Regions from separate parts of the Gossypium arboreum genome. Here region 1 is linked to region 2. The links are chromatin contacts, called in public Hi-C maps. All regions are on one chromosome and are shown on one strand. Each heading gives the region's core, a stretch centred on a gene start, on an enhancer-like site or on the middle of the called end of the contact. The rest is flanking DNA. Distances are from core to core; before and after follow the strand shown.

Region 1 (4,815 bases), core at 1,444-3,943, 130 kb before region 2:
CTATCATCAGTTGCGAAATTATAAGGAAAAATCTTATTTTTTGCCATCGGAACACTAGCTAACAGGTGCTTTTTCGATTTATACTTAAAAATACAGAAATTGAATTCTTCAAAGACAAGTGAATACCCATCCACCATAAATTGCCCAACACTTAGAAAATTAAATTTAAATCTGAAACATACAAAACATTATGAATGCAATTAAGACCCAGGGAATTCAACTGCACAGTACCTTTTCCCTTTGCTATACGATCAGTTCCATCACCAAGCGTAATTCGACTAGTTACTGACATATCTAAATTGTTGAAGAGACTTAATTCACTTGTCATATGATTGCTACAGCCACTATCTATGTACCAAACTTCAGGAGAACACTCCTTAGCACTGAAGCATGCAACGAACAGGCTCTCTGTCTCATCTTCTTCACTATCTTCATGAGCCAAGTTAGCCTGCTTCTCTTCAAGCTTGCAAAACCTCTCAATATGCCGTACCTTCTACAATAGTAGCATTATTTTGGACTATTATTTTCTCCTTTATCACCATCTCTATAACGTTGGTTCTGTCCATTGAATTGGCCACTAGCCCTACCTCTTCTTCTCCTACGAGATGAATTTCCTCCACGCCAGTCATTGAAGTTTGTTTCGCTGGTGCCCTTTCTACCACGAGAGTATTGCGCCCTACTATAAAAGGCATTCTCAACAGACGCATTACCATACCTTTTCATCCTATCATCATGAGAATAAAGAGAGCCTTACAACTCATCAACAGTTAACACACTCAAATATTTTGACTCTTCTATAGCTGCAACTACATGATCATATTTCCTAGGTAAACTCCTAAGAATTTTCTCAACTACCCTTTGCTCACTTAAATCCTCACCATATTTTCGAATTTGATTCACAACATCAATAACTTTTGACACATAATCATCCAGAACATCATCATCTTCCATAATAAAATTATCAAACTTCCTACGCAGAGTTTGAAGTTTGACAGTAATCACCTTTGCAGTACCTTGATATGTCGTTCGCAGCGTGTCCCATGCTTCTTTCGAACGCGTCACCGCTTCAATGCGAGGAAAAATTGATTCATCCACAGCTTGTTGGATGAAAAACAAAGCTTTAGCATCTCTCTTTCTGATATCTTTGAGAGTCTCAGCTGCAACCTCCTCTTCATTGTATCCATTTTCCACCAAGTCTCATAGGTCTTGGGACAAAAACAAAGTCTTCATCTTAGTGCTCCAAACTCCATAGTTGCTGCCTTGAAAAATTGGAACCAACGGCTGTGAAAGGTTCACTCCATTCTGATTGCTTGCCATCATAAGCTTGAACAAAGGCCTCGAGTAGCTCTGATACTAGATGTTAAGAAAAAGCTGTTGAATATACAAGTAAAAACAGAACAAAGGACTTAAATTCTATGCAAAAAGAATTTAGAAAATTAGAAAGGGTGAAGTATCTTCTTTATTCTATGAAGAGTACTATAAATACTTAAAATAGCTAACAACTAAATCTCCTAAATAAAAGGAACACTACTGGCACTAAACAAAGACTAGGTCTGTTTGAAACAGACTTTGACTGACTCAACTACTAACTTATTCAATCAGTAAATAGTAACAAATAATTTCTACATTAACCTTTAAAATTTACAAAGAGGAAAGACAGATTCACCAATTCTACTTTGTTGAGCCTCAATCAATGAATGATTTTATTTAACAATAGATCTGGAACCCTATTGATTACAACTCAATCTACCTTTACACATTAGATAATTGCAACCCCGACAAACTACCCCCAATATTACACTCATTCACCCCAAATAATTTCACTTACAAATCGCAATAACTCTAATAAAATGTCTAAAACACGAGTGTACAAATACAAAGAAAAAAAGCACAATACTTAGTCGAAAAACACTCTAAAGGCACACAAGAGCAAGTCGACCATTAGCCTATTTATAGGCTGATATAAGAGCTCTTCATCAACATTTAGATAAGATTAAAATATTCATATAAAAATTAAAATTTTCTATTGAACTATCTCCATAAATTACTCTGTAAAAAAGTCTCCAATCAACTTCAAATACATTTAAGAAAAAGGATAAAGTTTGCTTTCAAACAAACTCTCTTCTTCCTTCTTTCATTCGAAACACAAGCTTCCAGCAATATTAAAATTAATCCAAGCAAAAACCAGATATCATTTGTTGATATGAAGTCAACCAATAATCTCCAAGTGAAAAATATTAACAAACTTACTGCATTTTACTGCATTATTACTGCATTTTACACTTGTATTAATCGGTGATTGTATTTCTCTTCAACTTTTTGCTCTTTTTTCTCTTCAAGTTTTTTGATAATCACCGTGAGTTAAATTACATCCTAAATCCATATCACTATTCTCTTTGATTTTAATTACGAAACCTTACCCTCTAAAAGTCTTTAAGTCAATCCATATCACTATTTTCTCTAATAATTTTTATGGCCATTACATCCGTTTTAATTTTCAAAAGGTTGGGTCATGGATCTTATTGGTTATGTTGGCTCTTATAAAATTAGAACTCACATTAAATAAAGAAGCCCATGAATCATCATGGTCTAATACCAGTCATCATTTCACTTATAATTGTTTCTTGACATCTACACCACACAATCCTCAACATTCAATTATTTATTTATTAATGCAAACCTAATCACACTCCATACCATGCTCCCTTTATTTATTGTATGTTGGATATTTAAAATCCCGAAAGGTAGTTCATTAAGTCTGCCACATATTTTGTTTCATTGTCTTCCTCTTTTGTTTTTATACATATTAAAAGAAAAGAATTTGAATGGGTTTTTGTGAATTTGGATGTACAAAAAGGATTAAAAGTTTTGAAAAGAGTTTAAAATTGCCTAATGTCACAATTTAATCTTTCTAACTATATTCATTTTCTTTTTTGTCCACTTCAATATTCCCTATTTGCCCAAAAAGAAGTTACCAATAAGATTGTAAGAGCAGAAAATTTGATAGCGGGCACAAGTAATTTTTAGAGTAAAATGGATTTAGTTTAAGAGTGAAGTTTTAGGTTCCTTCCTGAAAATCTATCTTCCTAGCCACGACTACCGATAATAGATTCCTAATAACAAGAATCACCTTCTACTGCTACCCTTTCTTTTCTAATTTCTACCTAAAACAGATCCATCCAACTGTTACTGAGCCCTGCAATTTTTTTATTTTTTTTTTAAAAAGTCCATTTCTTTTTCACTTGAGAAACACACAAAATTTAATTACTCTTTTCTCTCTGTGTTCTTCTCCCTTTTAATGTCTTCCAACAAGAAAAACCTGTTTAAATCCCTGTTAACAGTGAATGCTGGATGCGGGTGTAGCAAGCCTAAGCTCTCCGATGCTTATGAACCCAAACCCAAATCCAAATCTTCTTCTGCACCCCGAAGTCCAATAAACAATGCCCTTCCAACCATCGAAAACGATGATCTCACATCCCCTTCTTTCTCTTTCAACAATGAAGATACGTTATCATCATCACCCACTACTACTGATCTCTACTCTGAATCTGAACCTGATCTTCCCACAGCTAAACTCAGTCGCCCTTGCCCTAAAATCATCGACAGCGTCGCCGTTGTGAAGGATTCCGACGACCCGTACAAAGATTTCCGGCATTCCATGCTCCAAATGATCGTGGAAAAACGAATCTACTCGAAACATGATCTGGAGGAACTTCTTCAATGCTTTTTGGAGCTGAATTCACCATGCCACCACGATGTTATTATCAAGGCTTTCATGGAGATCAGGAAGCGGGTTCTTCCCGACGAGATTGTTACAGCGCTGCAGGATCAGGAACCATCCTTTGTTCATGGAGGAGAGAAACCTGGATCCTAGCTTGACGCAGCTTTCGACACGCGTGTGTGAGATGACAACACATGTGAATACATTCAATTCGCACGTGGGAAGCAGCTACTAGGCATTTTGACGAAGTCAGGTGCTCTACATTACCATTGGTATATTCTTATTATATTCGTAAAGTTTCGCATGTTAATTTTGTTGAGTTTAAGATATTATTAATTCATACAAATTTTGATATGTTATGTATTAACACCATATTTTGTATTAATTTTTTAATACTAGAACGTGTTATTATTATTATTTTGCTTATTCTTGTTGAGTATGTTTCCCTATTTATATAGAGGTATTGTTCACTAATATGACATATTAGATAAGTTTCATTCATATTAACATATATCTTACTCTAGACTTAACACGTGTTTATAAGTTTCATGCTCGATCTCATATGTGACTTCACACGAGAATATAAATACCTCTCCTACAACCACCTATTATTATGCGAGCTTAGTCTACTATTATCATGCGAGCTTGATGGCATTCAACCCAAACCCATTCTGGTTTTGGGCCGGTAATAACAATTATCATAATAATTTTGTAATCATCTTTTGGTTCAAAGTTGCCGCGAATGAAGCTGTGCGTGTATAAGTTCTTTTGCAAAAGTTATATTAATAATTCACAGTAATTGATAGTAAGAAGTGTTTACAGTCTCCTTTGAGCATAACCGAGTTTGGAGGTTGACGGGAGGGACTTAAGGTTTACGAATACTGGGGTTTTTATGATGATAAGCTAATGAGTAAAGATGTTGAATTTAACTTCTATTTCACCTTACTTTTGGTACAAGAACGACTACTATTCATCAATGGATAAGTATTCTCTTTTTTTGGTTTTCTTCTTATCTTATAAATTCATTGTGATAACCAGGTTTAATCCTATCAAGCTCTTGCTCTCTAGACCTGCTTTATCGGGAAGAACTGTAT
Region 2 (4,905 bases), core at 1,801-4,300:
CTAAATTATAAATTTATTAATAATTGAGTGACTAAATTATAAAATTATTAATAATTGAGTGACTAAATTATAAAATTATTACTAATTTCATGACTGAATTGTAGATTAGCCATCCTCACATCTAACATCGGTTAGAAACTTAATAGGCTAAGACCAACTTGTAACTTTCAAATAGTTTAGTTATCAATTTGTAATTTTTTGAAGTTAAGTGGCTAAAGTGTAAATTTACTAATAGTTTAGTGACATTAGATTTAGTTTACCCATTATTCTTCTATTAGTAAAAGTACCATCAAGCCTGGATTACATTTTTGTCTAACTACTAATTAAAAAATGAGCAAATTAAATCATGTAGATTAAATTAAAGTAAATTAGTTAATTTGTTAAAATTTTCATCTATTTCTATTGTTAAGTGCTAACGAGGTTGAGTAGCAATCAAACAACGATAGATGACGGGCAATGTGTAACTCTTGCTAGCCTAACAATATTTTTAAAATTAAATATTTTTTTTATGCATTCAAAATAAATCTAGACATATGATTGTCCAGACTTGAATAAACCTGAACAACCATTTGTCCAAATTTATTTTGAGCTTGTTTCTTAAATTATTAAAATTATAAATAAATATTAAAAGTTTTAGAAATTATAAAATTATATATATACACATATAGCATGTTTTAAAAAAATTCTAATATATATATTGAATGAAGGCTAGAATTTATTAAGGAAACAAAACGACACCGTACAACAAAATAAAAACCAAAAAACAAATACAACAAAAGGAAACAAACAAACCCTAAAGAAACAAGGAAACAATCAGAAAGGAGCACAAAAATCCCAACCGCCTCTGATGAGCTCTCCTCGGCCAACTCCGAATATGCAAAGAAAAATAGAAGCTCCCAACACCAACACCCAATGCTAGTAAAACGAGTAAAATGAATAGTCAGCACCACCGACTAGACCAACATTTGCAACTTTTAAATGAAAAAATAAAAGTATTCTCATATGTAAAGGATATTTTAATAATTAACTTGATTGAATTAGTTTATTTTTAATTATTTGTAAATTTATTGGATAATATATTTTTATGAACATGTTTTTATCAACAAAGCTTCTCATGTAAGAACAAAAGACTAGGTCCTGGGTTGGATGCCTAGACAGCCTCACCCATAAACAAACTTATGTTGGCTAGCTTTTAGACTAAATATGAAAGAAGAAGAACTTGAATACAAATAACTATATTATTCATGACCATTTAAACTAACCAAACTGGATTCTTTTACACCCCCAGATAAAGAACTCAATGTTGAAATAATCAAATGCCCTCAACTATGAACGCTATTCATTCCCATAACTTCTGCTGCTACAATGCATCATATTTGAAATACTTTGCTGCTTTTGAAGTTGGAACATGGCAGCAACAAAGCCAGTAAAGTTATCAGGATGACTAAAATGGCAGTCCTCGGTGAGAATACAGATAGCAAACATTTTGGTGGTCCCTCCGACTTCCATTTCTTGGTCGAGATCCCACCGGTGCCATGTTGGATGACATCTGCTTTAGTTCTTGTCAATCTGATTCTCCGGTTTGCTCCGCCCTGGAGAAGGGATACACGGTGGGTAGTGGTGGCTATCATAGGCAAAATCTCAGGTGTTGAGGCTGACAATGAAGTTTCATCAAGCCTGATTATATCATCTTTCAGTATCTCAGCGAAGAAATCTTCTTCATCATCAGAATCCTGTAAATTTTAAGCAAAAAAAACATGATTATATTCGTGTTCATTTGCATTATGAGTATGAATTAAAACCACCAATCTTGTTGATTTTAACAACCTTCTTAAGTGTAGAAGACTCTGTTGGTGCAACTTCATTGGAAAGCTTTTGCTCAGATTCGGATGCCGAATCGATTTGCTCTATAGAATGAGAATCGTTACTGCTAGTAGCCTTCTTTGAATAGAATTCAATTGCCTTGTCCCCTTCAGAGATGCCAGTTAGATCAGTTCCACCATCTGAGGTAGCATGGTTGCTGTCATGCACGATTGACAACTCCCTGTGATTCCGAGCAACCCGATTCGAATTGTTATTCAGACGAAACTCGCTGTTCTTCCTAAGACGGCATACCACTAGGGAATCCTAAAAATCACCAACAGCAAAAAAGAAAAACACTGTCAATGACTAACATGAGAAATTATTGTTCATATGTTAGTATTATAAGAGAATTAGTAACCTGGGATTTTCCTTTCATGCAATATTCATGCATGATCCATTCGGTCCTTTCCCCTTTCGGAGCACGACCTGTGTGGAAGACGAGAGTCCTCTTCGTGCCGATCACATTCGAACCGGACTTCACATTACGTTCTTTCCCTGTGGCTTTCCAATAACCCTGTTCGGTTGCTCGTCTACTTTGTGAACCATTTGGGTACTTCCTTCCTCGAGCACAAAAGAAGAACCATTCATTATCTGACTTTATGATGGACTTAGCTGATACAGGGAAAAAAACACCAGAAATCACACCACCGAATATATAACAAGAACAAAGTAGAATCCTCCAGGCATGTATTACTAAAACCTAAATGCAATAGCATCATGTATAATATCATTATAAGAAATTAGAGAATTAAAATGGGCCGTTAACCTGGCAAGTCCCAAGGCTCATATCTGCAAATTTCAATCTCAGGAATGACCTCAACACATTTGTCATAACCATCCAGTTTCTTTTTTAAGTAATAAGAAATGAGCTCAACATCAGTTGGTGAAAATCTAAACCCTGGAAACATTGAAGAGGCTTGAATAGACATTTGGGTTTCTCTTGAAACCCCTTCAGCTGCCATCATGATCCAACCGAACACAAACTTGTCCTTGTTCCTTGTTCTTTTTCTTCTTTATTTGGTGTAAAGAAAAAACAAGTGTTTTGTTTGTCTTGGCTTTTGGTTGGGTTTGCTTGGAGGAAAGGGATGGATGATACGTTAAAAGTTGTGCTTTGCTTTGCTTTGGCTTCTGGGTTTGGTTTTTTGAAGTTGGAAACTTGGTTATTTTTGTTTCTCAGTTTTTGCGTATGGAAGGGGTAGTGATGTGATGTGATGTGATGTGATGTCGGATTGTGGGACAAGTGAAGGACAGATTGTTTTGACAGTTGGTACGGACCTGTATCGTCACGTGGCGTTGCGTTACGTTTGAGGTTAGGGATATGATAATAGTATCGTACCATTAAAGTACTTGATTAGACCTCCATCACCGCGTTTAAGGGTTCATCAACTCAATTTGAGCTTTACTCGTAGGTTGTCACGTCTTCCACAACTCTGCTCAAGGTTCTTCCATTGCTTAATCCCTTTGTTTAGGATTTATTTTAAACACTGATAATATTTTTTCTTTTTCACTAACATCTTCTGTAGTTGCATTCAACTCTCAACTGAGGGATAACGGTTTAGGTTTGAAAAATCCAACCATAATCTGACTCAATCTCAAGAGCATCGAATTAAACCCAATTTTATTACTTCAAATCGGTTCAATTCATTATTTTTAGAAATTTTAAAATTATTTTTACTATTTTGTATAAAATATTTATTTTTGTTTTAAAATAATAAATAAATAAAAGAATTCAATTCAGTTCCTATAATAAAACCAATAACCAAATAATAACCAAACCAAACCAAAACTGAATTTATTTATTTTTTAATTTAATAAAACTAAACTAAACTAAACAGTACAATTCGAACTGACTTTTGGTTTTCTCCATTTTTTACTCAATTTAATGTCAAAACTCTCCAAAAATGATTTTTCAGAAAACTTTGTTTAAAAAGACTTCGAATTCTTTACTACCGACCCAATCATAACAACATGATTTTCACCTTCTATCAAATGCAAGTTTTACAAAGCTTGATGACAAAATTGGTTTTATATTCAAGCACATGTAAACCCTTTTTTGTTATAATTAAAAGTTAACAGGATTAATTTCTGATTCCAACATTGATAACTCTATGCCACCCCACAACCTGACGGACCGCTCTTTGCTGAGGTTTTCCAGGGTGGCGACACCTCCAACCTTAACATTGGAGCTACCGTGGTTCAAAGCTTCAGCCGTTTTCTATGACACCTCTGCTACTTCTTATAACGGTGGAGAGGAGTTGGTTGCATTTTATATGTGATTTACCTGGCCTGAGACATGAGGTTGTTCAAAGAACCCTAGATGTCTTAAAGCAAATCAATAATAAATCATTTAATCATCTTGCATTGCACATACTAATGATCAATTGTCCAACTGAGAGAAAACAATGCACAACAAAATTCAACCTAAAACTGAAGGGCAAGAGGAAAGAAGATATAAAAATAGGATTATCATGAAATGAATTTTTCCTGTTGCTCTTGAAGAATTTTTGCCGAAGACTTGGCATCTATGTATAGCTTGCTTACTTCCTCAAGATCCGCCTAAAAACAAATACATAATAACGGATTCACATTTACTCCTTGCATTGATGATAAGTAAACAATCATGAAAAACAGCTTCTTCTGAATATTTAATTACCTTGCATATGTTGTCTCGACCATTCATTTTTGCCGCAATGCTAGCAGGTGATAACAGTTGAACTGCATGCCTGAAGAAACAGTAACATGTAAGTATGCTTCAAGTTGGAAAAGTGCAACTGATAGTGGAGTAAATCTATATTTTAAACCTGACCTTAAAGATGTGCTTTGTCCAATCTCTCCGAGGAACGCCAGACTTTCTTCATCCACAACCAGTTCTTCCACCTGTGCACGGATGGCTAAAATCTGCATACACCAAATAAGTGAAAATTTTGGCTGAGTTTTCATTTGATGCTTGCCACAAATAACAAAATGCCGATGTCAAAAATTACATATAACCAGGCCCTAACCTGTATCATTTCTGAAGGACCATATATCTGTGTGCGGATG

The links. A called contact is a pair of places that touch in the nucleus more often than the background predicts.
Region 1: a contact with region 2 is called in a Hi-C map of leaf, with 3 times the contacts expected there. The contact joins the promoter of LOC108456249 here to the promoter of LOC108455568 in region 2. A contact is called at or near these places in 3 of 5 Hi-C or Micro-C datasets (all in leaf).

Annotation. Positions count from the first base shown.
Region 1 is chr9:70,294,181-70,298,995 of ASM2569848v2, reverse strand. LOC108456249 (transcription repressor OFP6-like) reads left to right here and starts at 2,693. Exons shown (of 3, transcript XM_053018894.1): 1 at 2,693-3,974; 2 at 4,760-4,815. The coding sequence starts at 3,299. The coding sequence ends at 3,874.
Region 2 is chr9:70,161,516-70,166,420 of ASM2569848v2, reverse strand. It overlaps LOC108455568 (NAC domain-containing protein 89-like), which reads right to left and starts at 3,050. Exons shown (of 6, transcript XM_053018619.1): 1 at 2,630-3,050; 2 at 2,222-2,475; 3 at 1,828-2,127; 4 at 1,377-1,733. The coding sequence starts at 2,828. LOC108454168 (ruvB-like protein 1) reads right to left here. Exons shown (of 12, transcript XM_017752518.2): 9 at 4,866-4,905; 10 at 4,670-4,761; 11 at 4,517-4,586; 12 at 4,220-4,419. The coding sequence ends at 4,330.